Linked DNA regions of Triticum aestivum: region 2 is linked to region 1. The links are chromatin contacts, called in public Hi-C maps. All regions are on one chromosome and are shown on one strand. The core of a region is the stretch at or near the end of the contact, and the rest is flanking DNA. Distances in the headings are between cores, read along the strand shown.

Region 1 (5,571 bases), core at 1,879-4,378:
AGCCCTGGGGTCAAACTTGGAGCAAAAGCCTCCTCAAAGTCGGTTTTGCCCGAAAGGCAAGAGTCCCACTCGGACTCCAAGACCAAACGCCACAATCCTTGGCGTCTAGTCCAGACGCCAGGGTCTCCGGCGTTTGGCCCCTTGGCCTCTACAAAACTCCTTTTGCACCGACCTAAAGCCTCGTGGACTTCACCCCTTTGCTGAACCGTATCATCCTATATATCAATCTTTACCTCTGGACCATTTCGGAGCTCCTTGTCATGTCCATGATCTCATCCAGGACCCCAAACAACATTCGGTCACCAACATACACAACTCATATAATACTATATCGTCAACGAACCATGACCGAGTCTCTCTGATCATGACCTACGGGTTCGAGAACTATGTAGAATGACCGAGACATCTCTCTGATCAATAACCAATAGCGGAACCTGGATGCCCATATTGATTCCTACATATAATACGAAGATCTTTATCGGCCGAACCTTATGACAACATATGTTATTCCCTTTGTCATCGGTATATTACTTGCCCGAGATTCGATCGTCGGTATCTTCACACCTAGTTCAATCTCGTTACCGGCAAGTCTCTTTACTTGTTCCATAATGCATCATCCCATAACTAACTCATTAGTCACATTGCTTGCAAGGCTTATAGTGATGTGCATTACCGAGAGGGCCCAGAGATACCTCTCTAATACACGGAGTGACAAATCCTAATCTCGATCTATGCCAACCCAACAAACACCTTCGAAGACACCTGTAGAGAATCTTTATAATCACCCAGTTACGTTATGACATTTGATAGTACACAAGGTGCATAAACTCTTAGTCAGAGGAACATGTATAAGTCATGAAGAAAGCAATAGCAATAAAACTTAAAGATCATTATGCTAAGCTAACGAATGGGTCTTGTCCATCACATTATTCTTTAATGATGTGATCCCGTTCATCAAATGACAACACATGTCTATGGTCAGGAAACTTAACCATCTTTGATTAACGAGCTAGTCTAGTAGAGGCATACTAGGGACACTCTGTTTGTCTATGTATTCACACATGTACTAAGTTTGCGGTTAATACAATTCTAGCATGAATAATAAACATTTATCATGATATAAGGAAATATAAATAACAACGTTATTATTGCCTCTAGGCATATTTCCTTCCTTCTATGGGGCCTTGCCTCCACCAGCCGCCGCGTTGACCACTGGACACCACCAGGAGGGTTGCCTCCAACGGTATTTCCAGGGGGATTGGTTATGTGGGGTTCCCGTTGTGGAAGCGTGTACCCAATAGTAACCACTGTAGGGCTCGTCTATGGACGCCGAGGTCTATGGTGCTATGACATGTGTGCGTCAGCCGAGACCAGCTACCACCTTCAGGGGGGTCGCCGGCTCCTCCATGCGGTGGAAACAAAGACTCTTCTATCGGCCAGCAGGTCAGACACAAGGGATGTGCCCGCAGTGACACCTCTAGCCATCGACATCGAGACACGGTCGACGGCTAGGGAACGGTGCGAGACATTATAGTCTACATGAAGGATACCGGAGGAGCTCCCTCGGGATCATGATGGATGTTGTAGCTTGTTTCTCTCTGGTGTGGAGTGGCAGCAGCCCGATCTGGACCGCATCGTGGGCAGCCTCATGTTGGCCGTAGCAATGAGTTAAGGTGGGAGGACGCCCCACCATTCCGCTAGTGTCTTGAAGTCTGACGTGGAGTACTGGTGGATGCAATTATCAAATGATCCGTCTTGAAGATGCTGATTGAAATGCCACTTCATTCTGGGGAAAACTCTTGTCCTGACCTTCATCAGTCGGGCTCAACAACGACGAACTCGTGCCACTACGTTGATGAAGATGTTGTCTACTTGCTATTGCACCGGTCTTTATTGGCTGGTGTTGGCAACCAGGATGAGAATCTTTGTCCAGGCCGTCTTCAGTCAGGCACGATGACACCATCTCGAGAATATTAATTGCTAGTTGATGGCGTTGTTGCGGAATAATTTGACTTAATTGCAGATTTTGTTTTTCACATTTTGTAATGGTTCAGTCGTGGTTGTCTTTATTTTTGCACTCTTCTTTTCGATGTGCATCACATTGATGCAAAGGCTCATGGTTTAATCTCCTTTTCGAAACAAATAGTCAACAAAATCTCTGGAAAATGAGCAAGTTGTTTCTAGGGTAAATGTTGGAGTTTTTTTTCTGCACGTGAATAAAAAACATTGTATTTCGTCTTACCGTGTATGCTAGGCTGGAATGGACCCTGCTTTCTCTTTTTTTTTCTGAACGGCGAGATTTGTTTTCAGTGGCTGATAGGTTCTGCTCCAGGAGAAGGAACGGCAACGCAAACCATGTCCCCGATTTTTTCGAACGGCACCAGAAAAGGCAAATGATTCGCCAGACAGACGCCCGCACGTCGCATCAACCATTGGTACCCAGGGACATGATTCGCCAGAAAGAGCGCGCGAGGCTCCGAAGAAGAAATAGGAAGACACCGCATTTATCGCCTGGATCCAGCCAGAGCCGCCGCTGTTGCTGTTCATCACCGGCGGGCCGCGCGCGTACCTGCCCTCGCCTGTGAGAGAATCAAATATGATTTGATTTGAGACGACGTACAGAGGTGAGCTAGCTGCTAGCCTTCATGGCGTATTTGACCGGAGCTGATAAAACCGCTGTTCGCAACGGCTCGAGGAGTGGGCATAAATTCTGAACAGTGCCGGCTCCAGCTTGCTGTCACGGGAGTGCTGGCGGCTTCATTATACACAAAAAGTCGTGAAGATATGTTGGCAAGAAACATGGCAACGAAGCAAGTTAGGGCAGATCAAAGCCAGACATGCACACAGAAAGGTTAGGTAGATTTTCAGGTATGATACCCTTTTTTCTTCATCTCCAACCATATGTTCCTGATACATATATACGGCCAGACGCAGATGGTTCAGGTGTGCACGGAACGGATGTTGACTAATTATGAAGACAAATCTAAACCAGTTCCCATCGATCAGCATCAAAATATCAATAGCTGTTATCACGAAAAAGACGACGATGGTGACTTGTCAGATCAGCAAGCCCCAGATGCATCTAATGTATACACAAATGTACACTCTGGAGTCCCTGTCACTCTCCGCCAAACAGTTGCGCGATGCCGACATATTCAATTGCAGCGGACTGCGGACATACATTATCGAAAAAAAAAAGCATTACATACTCGCATGCCAAAAAAAACTGCCTCCATAAGAGCATCTACAGCCGGACATCTCAAACCCTCTCTCATACGCATGCAGACGTGCACGGTGAGTGACCGGACATCAGAGAAGAAAAAAGTGACCCAACCAGACTGCTCATATCATCCCCATATGTCCAAGCTATCCGTAAACCCTTATATCGAAAAAAAACTATAGAAAGGATATGAGGACTCGCCCGGCCAGTCCCCTACGTAGGACGCGACCCTATCCCGAACCACGTTCTTTCTTTCTATATTCATTCTTTTTTTTCTCTCTCTTCATCTTCACCGATCAAGTGCAAGTGCTCGGTCATATAAGGAAGAAAATAAGAAGTGTGGCTACATGGACGTGCAAATTAGGGCTCAAAATGGACATGCCCGGTCACTGACCGGGCATATCCGTGGGAGTTTAGGGGGTCATATTTGCTAAGTCTGACTGAGCATCTACAGTCGGGCGTCCCAAACCCATCTCAAACACCCGGCAGACGGCATGATTACTGACCCATCACAAAAAGTGACCCAGCCGGGCTCCTTAAACTGGCCTCAAAGCCCTTAGGCTGACCGACACCCCTCATATCCAGGTGCGTCTGTCACGTCGGATTCAACAGTTCTACCCCGCCAGAAATTGCACAAAGTCGACCAAACTCCTCCGCCCGCCTCCCTCCTACTTTTCCCGCGTCCGAGCCTTCGCCGTATGCCATGCTTGCTTCCCACCCTCACCGCTGCCCTAGATGTCGTCCAGCCTGTCCTCGACCGCCGCGACAGAAACTGCATACGCCTCGTCCATCGGCGTCCCGTCCGTGGCTTCGTCGTGTAAGTCGGAGAACACCGCCCGAAGGAACCGGCGATTACGGCAACGAGAGAGGCAAGCGGCGGCGGCGCAGGCAATGGATGCGGATGCGGACATGGACGAGCAGCTGTCTCCTATGTCGCGCCCAGAACCCCTCGCACCCCATCCACTCATCCGCCGATAAGGATTGCGCCATGGGACCAAGTTGGAATGAGTTAATTGCACGGAAGTACCACAATTGGGGCATTGGAAGCAGATTGGTACCAAGTTTGGTAATTTTTACGTGTCAGTACCAAGTCTGGGGCTAACCGTTACAAAAAGGTCTAAACCGCGTATAAACACGTATTGACGGGGTATCTGACCAGCGGGGCACACCTGTCGGGTGCCGACGTGGCATGTAATTTGCAAAAAAAAAACCACACGCGATGGCGCCCGATCTGGATCGAGGGGCTCCCGTCGAGCCCGAGCTCCTTCGGCTCTCGTAACCACCGCCCCGCCCCGCCCCGGCCTCCGCCCCGCCTCGCCGTCGGCCGGCCACCGGAGCACCATCACCGTGGAATAGGACCAGGCCGTCCCCGCAACCTGCCTCTCTCCTTCTCTTCCTCCTTCCATTTTTTCTTCTCTCTCTCTCACCCGGAGCTCCCTCTCTTCCCCTTTGGACAGGAGCCCGACGGCAAGCCACCATTGATGGCCTCCCGTAGCTCCAGCCCGACGCGCCGCCTTGTTTCCCGGCCAATCCGCGCTGGAGAACCTCGGATCTGTCCTTCCCCTTCGTCCCTCGACGCCGGAGTCCCTGCATCGAGCCACCGCCTTCCCGTTGACCGCGACGCGCCAGCGCCCTACCTCGCCGGAGCCCGACGCCAAGCCGCCATGGATGTCCTCCCGTAGCTCCAGGCTCCAGCCTGACGCCTTCCCTCTTCTCCTCCTTCTGTCCCGGCTCCATGGGCGCCACCAGGAGGTTCCTCTTCCTCTCCATCCTCACCTAGCGTCACCGTCGTCCGCCGCCGATTCCCACCGCCACGATCCGCCCCCGGCTTCCCTGACCTCGGATTCGAGCTCCCCAGTGAGCCCTCCTCCATTCCCCTCTCTTTTTCCTCTTTTCTCGCTGCCGCAGCTCCCGCTCGTGTCCTCGTCATCGGCGTCAGGCAGGAGAAAGCCGGCGGGGACGGGTCGGCGCGGAGGGCCCGGCGACGGATGGGCACACGGGCACTGGAGGAGACGGGCGACGGAGGGAGGCGGCGGTCGCAGGGGAGCTCAGGGCCGGCGAAGGAGGGAGCCAGCGACGACTGTGGATGCGTTGTGGGGGGCGGCGTCGTTGTCTCGAGACGGCGACGGCGATGAATCGTAGCCCTCTTTGTTTCGATTGGATCTAAATGGGGATGGGGATGGGAGGGCATTTAAAGCAAAGGGGTTTTCAGCAAAAAACATGCCACATCAGCACCTGACAGGCGGGCCCCGCCGGTCAGATACACCGTCAATACGCGTTTATACGCGATTTAGACCTTTTTGTAACGGTTAGCCCCAGACTTGGTACTGACACGTAAAAATTACCAAACC
Region 2 (5,296 bases), core at 378-2,877, 730 kb before region 1:
TCTCTGCATCTGGGCGATGCATACGACCACTTTATTAATTATTCTTACAAGACTTTACAAAGCCAAACAACAGCAAGAATAAAGCCACCGTCTAAGCAACAATTGTTGCTACACCTATCCAATTGATGAAGGGGTGCAGATAGTCTGGACCTAATACCAAACAGACATTGTAGCCAAACCTAAATATCTAAGACCTGAGGTCCCAACCAGGACGCCTGCCTGGTATAGGGCACCTACCAGTCCGACGCACTCCTCAACCACAACGCCTACCGGGTATAAGGCCGCCGCAGCCACCTGCCACCAATCCATCTTCAGAGCTGTATTGTTGCATGTACCATGCCAGGTCTCTCTGCCATTGATGCCACCACGACGCCCGACAGCGTCGTCCTCCTGCGCGAGTCCATCCCCCACAACGAACTCCAAATCTGCACTGCGCCACGCCGTCAAGATCCGTCGCCATCAGTGTAGGATGAATCACCGCTCCACCAAAGAATCCGTCCTCTGGTCCCTCGATCACGTGTGTACCTCCAAGAATGACGCCCCCAAGGGAGGAACGACACCAGAGCGCCGCCGTCATCCGATCATCCGATCTAGGGTTTCCCCCGGAGGTAGCAAAGAGTGGCCTTGAGCTTCTCCACGACGATGCCTTCAAGAAGGGAACGACGCAGATAGCGCCGCCACCGCCGGCCTTAGCAGACGCCGAAGGCAAGTTTTCACCCAGATCAGTTCGAAGGGATCCAACTCTTGTGCACGGGCCGCCGTCACCACCAGCACCACCAGGCAGAACCATGGAGCACCGGCAGATCAGCGAGCCGCCGGCACCACCGCATCCAGATCGCCGGCCACGCCGGGCCGCCACCATCCCGCGCCGTCCGGGTCAGAGACGGAGCCGCCGACCGCGCACAGGGACCACCGCCGCCTGCACACGCCGAAGCGCCATCGCTTGCCGAGGCCCGCCACCGCGCGCCCCGAGCGGACTCCCACGCACACCAGGGGAAACCGCGAGCGTGAGCCCTGCCGTCGCCCCCAAGCCCGCGTGCAACAACCGCCGCGATCCGCCCGCGCCAGATCCAACGAGTCGTGGCAGAAGAGATCCCGCCGCCGCCGACGCCGACCGAGCTTTGCCCGGCGGCGCGTCCTGACGGCGGTGAGGAGGAGAGGTCGGGGATGGAACAAGGACGGGGCGGCGCCAGGGTTCCCCCGGTCGCCGCGCAGGGACGACACGGGAGGAGTCCAAGCCGGATGTGGTCGGCCGGGAGGAGTAAACACTTATCTAACTTGATCAAACTTGCATAAGGAAAGACATGACAAGGTGTGGCTAGAAAGTACATAGAAACCAAATGGCCCCTAAGTGTAAGCAGCAGCACTCGTCGTCGTTTGCACCTGGTGCAGAGCTACAGTCTCACGCACATTGCATGCCCCACATTCTGTATATTTAGAGCTGCTTCATCTTGAGTTTTGCTTTTATCAACTTATTATGGAGGTTTTTTCTCTGTGTGTGTGGATACGGGGGTGCGTGATGAAGATAGTGTGCGCCGCAACCAAATTATGTAGGCATCGGACAGTTGATGACAAGCACTGTTTGGCGGAGAGCGACGTTATTCGAAACTGATACGCGACGGGACTCCAAATTGTGCATACATTAGATGCATCTGGGGCTTGCTGATCTGACCAGTCACCCTCCTCGTCTCTTTCGTGATAACAGCTATCGATACTTGATGTTGATCGATGGCAAATTTGGAGATTTGTGTTGATAATCAGTCCCCATCCACTGTGTTCCATCACGGGCCGTACATATGTATTTTCAGGCACACACGGTTGGAGATCTATACTAACCTTCAATTGGAGGTCAAATCGTACGTGAAAATCAACCTAACATTTGCTATGGTCTGGCTCGATTTGCCCCTAACTTGGTTCGTTGCCATTTTCCGCCGTCTTAATTTCCTCCTGCCAACACATATCCTGGCAGCGGCACTGTTCAGAATTTATGGTCAGCGAGCTCAGCTGCTGCTAAACAGCGGGATTGATTCCGTGTTGGGCTCTGCTGATGCCTGCGTAGCGATGACATAAATCCCCAACAGCTAGCCCCGGTCAAATCCGCCATCAAGGTTAGCTCTCCGCTGTACGTCGTCTCAAACCAAATCACATTTGCTTCCTTCACGCGCGCGGGGTGATGAGCACCAGCTCTCTCCCCTTGCTAGCGGCATCTGCCGTAATCCCTCTCGCGGTGATCGAGCGATCCATCCATCTGCATTTGCCGGTGTCGATGGAAAAAGCGGGCGCAGTTCATAGAGCTTCAGAAATGGCGAACCAATACAAAGTCCCACTATATCTTTGTTTTCAGGCAAAATATAATAAGGGAACGACTAGGATTGACTGAGACTTAACCAAGTCTCAGTTGGCTGATGTCATCAACTGAAATCCTTTTTATCCACCCGACTGCAGCTTTTCTGGGCCTGGAAGTGTTATACTCGCTCCATCCTTGAAAGAGTGTAATTCCAAAGTTGGAAAGTTAAACTTTTTTATGTTTGACCGTATTTATACAATAATAGACCAATATTTATGCCATCAAATTAGTAGCATTAGATTCATAATAAAGTACATTTTTGTCATAAACCTATTTGGTTTCACAAGCATGACATATTTTTGCACAAATTCGGTCAAACTTTGAGATAGTTTGGCATCCAATAAAGTTGGAAATACATTTTTTTTTAAGAATGGAGGGAGTACGTTGGTTTGTCTCTCTTTTTCTTTTTGGGCCGGATGTGTTACACATTGATGGCCTGGACGTGTCTAGATTGATTTTCTTTTTTTATTTGACTCTTATTGGCCTCTAGTGCGGCTGAGCTGGCATCATACACAAACAAGAGAAAGCCTATGATTTGTCTGAACATAAAAAATCAATGAAAAACAAGTAGAGATCTAATAGAAGTGTCCAGATATTTTTGGAGAAAAAAAAATTAGAGAACGATTTTCTCTCTATGCTTTTTTTTTCTAAAGCAGGAAGATGTTTTTCTCCTGCAAAAAGTGTGGTTGTGGTTTCATTTTTTGTTCATTTTTTGGTTGTTCCTTGATAAATGTAAAAAAAGTGTTCCCACATTTAAAAATATTATCTTGCAATTAAGGAATGTTCATCATGCATTTTTTAAAGTTCAAATTATTTAAACATGTTCTTTTTTATTTAATAAAAGTTCAAATTGTATCTGGAAATTTTCATTGTGTGTTTGAAAAAACATTAACTTGTTTTCAAAAAAATAATAGTCATGTCTTTTATAAAACTTTAACTTGCATTTAGAAAAAAGAATCATCGTGTATTTAAAAAGATGTTCATGTGGAAATAAATAATAACAATAAGATACCCCTAGTTGAATGCGAGTGGTACGATGCATGGAGTTGCCTGTGGAGGGACAGACAGGCAATTGGCGGGTGTCACTCTCCCTGACAGTTGCAGTCTTGGGGCAACACATGCAGCTACGTCTGTAGTGGCAAACATGCAAGTTCCCCAATCCCTCCGATAAAACACCACAAAGTTACAGTTGTATTGAGGATATGCAGTTATAGCCAGGGTCGACACTTGGTTGCGTGACTAGTGGCGGACATGCAACTACCCCCACTCCCCACACAAAAACAACAGAGTTCCAGTCGCATTGAAGATATGCAGTTGCCGTCGGGGCGACACATGCAATTGTGTGCCTAGTGACAGACATTCAACTGCCCCAACTCCGCCGATAAAACACCACAAATTTACAGTCGCATTGAAGACTTGTAGTTGTAGTCGAGGGCAACACTTGTACTTGCATGCCTAGTGTCAAACATTTAAGTCCCCCTCTCCCGCCATCCACCAACAAAACAAAATATCAGTTGTAGTCATTTGGTAGACATGCAGTTTCAGTCAAGGGTGACTTTTGCAGTTGCATCTATAGTGTTAGACATGCAAATGTCCGCCTCTCCCGCTGCCCTGCAATGAAAAAATGTTAAGTTGCATCGGGAAGGGTAGACATGAAATTGCTGAAGAAAATATGCCCTAGAGGCAATAATAAAGTTGTTATTTATATTTTCTTATATCATGATAAAGATTTATTATTTTCATGCTAGAATTGTATTAACCGAAACATAGTACATGTGTGAATACATAGAAAAACAGAGTGTCCCTAGTATGCCTCTACTTGACTAGCTCGTTAATCAAAGATGGTTAAGTTTCCTAGCCATAGACATGTATTGTCATTTGATGAACGGGATCACATTATTAGAGAATTATGTGATGGACTAGACCAATCCGTTAGCTTAGCACTATGATCGTTTAGTTTATTGCTATTGCTTTCTTCATGATTTATATATGTTCCTATGACTATGAGATTATGCAACTCCCGAATACCGGAGGAACACTTAGTGTGCTATCAAACGTCACAACGTAACTAGGTGATTATAAAGATGCTTTATAGGTGTCTCCGATGGTGATTGTTGAGTTGGCATAGATTGAGATTAGGATTTGTCACTCCGATTGGCGGAGAGGTATCTCTGGGCCCTCTCGGTAATGCACATCACTATGAGCCTGGCAAGCAATGTCACTAATGAGTTAATAACGGGATGACGCATTACGGAACGAGTAAAGAGACTTGCCGTTGACGAGATTGAACTAGGTATGATGATACCGATGATCGAATCTCGAGCAAGTAACATACCGATGACAAAGGAAACAACGTATGTTGTTGTGCGGTTTGACCGATAAAGATCTTCGTAGAATATGTAGGAACCAATATGAGCATCCAGGTTCCGCTATTGGTTATTAACAGGAGATGTGTCTCGGTCATGTCTACATAGTTCTCGAACCCGTAGGGTCCGCACGCTTAACGTTCAATGACGATATGTATTATGAGTTATGTGATTTGATGTACCAAAGGTTGTTTGGAGTCTCGGGTGAGACCATGGACATGACGAGGAGTCTTGAAATGGTCGAGAGGTAAAGATTCTTATATTGGAAGGCTATATTCGGACATATGAAAGGTTCCGAGTGATTTGGGTATTTTTCGGAGAACCAGGGAGTTACGGGAATTCACCGGTGGAAGTATTGGGCCTTATTGGGCTTTAGTGGAAAGGAGAGAACGGCCACAAGGGGAGGCAGCGCACCCCTCATGGGCTGGTCCGAATTGGACTAGGAGGGGGCGGCGCCCCCCTCTTTCCTTCTCCCTCTCGCTCTCCTTCCTTCTTCTCCTACTTGGACTAGGAAAGCGGGAAACCTACTCCTACTAGGAGTAGGAATCCCCCCTTTGGGCGCGCCCCTTTAGGCCGGCCCTCC

What was found. Hi-C and Micro-C count contacts between places; a contact is called where the count stands out from the background.
Region 2: a Hi-C map of leaf shows a contact between it and region 1, with 4 times the contacts expected there. The contact joins two enhancer-like sites. A contact is called at or near these places in 2 of 5 Hi-C or Micro-C datasets (both in leaf).

What each region holds. Positions count from the first base shown.
Region 1 is chr7A:666,482,243-666,487,813 of IWGSC CS RefSeq v2.1, reverse strand. No RefSeq gene overlaps it. Among protein-coding and RNA genes, the nearest start is that of LOC123154449, 110 kb to the left of the region's middle. Within about 2 kb of position 3,128, at least 3 of the 8 cell types and tissues checked have an H3K27ac peak or open chromatin away from gene starts, as enhancers often do. A contact at or near this core is called in leaf, where this site is marked.
Region 2 is chr7A:667,208,427-667,213,722 of IWGSC CS RefSeq v2.1, reverse strand. No RefSeq gene overlaps it. Among protein-coding and RNA genes, the nearest start is that of LOC123149104, 190 kb to the right of the region's middle. Within about 2 kb of position 1,627, at least 1 of the 8 cell types and tissues checked has an H3K27ac peak or open chromatin away from gene starts, as enhancers often do. A contact at or near this core is called in leaf, where this site is marked.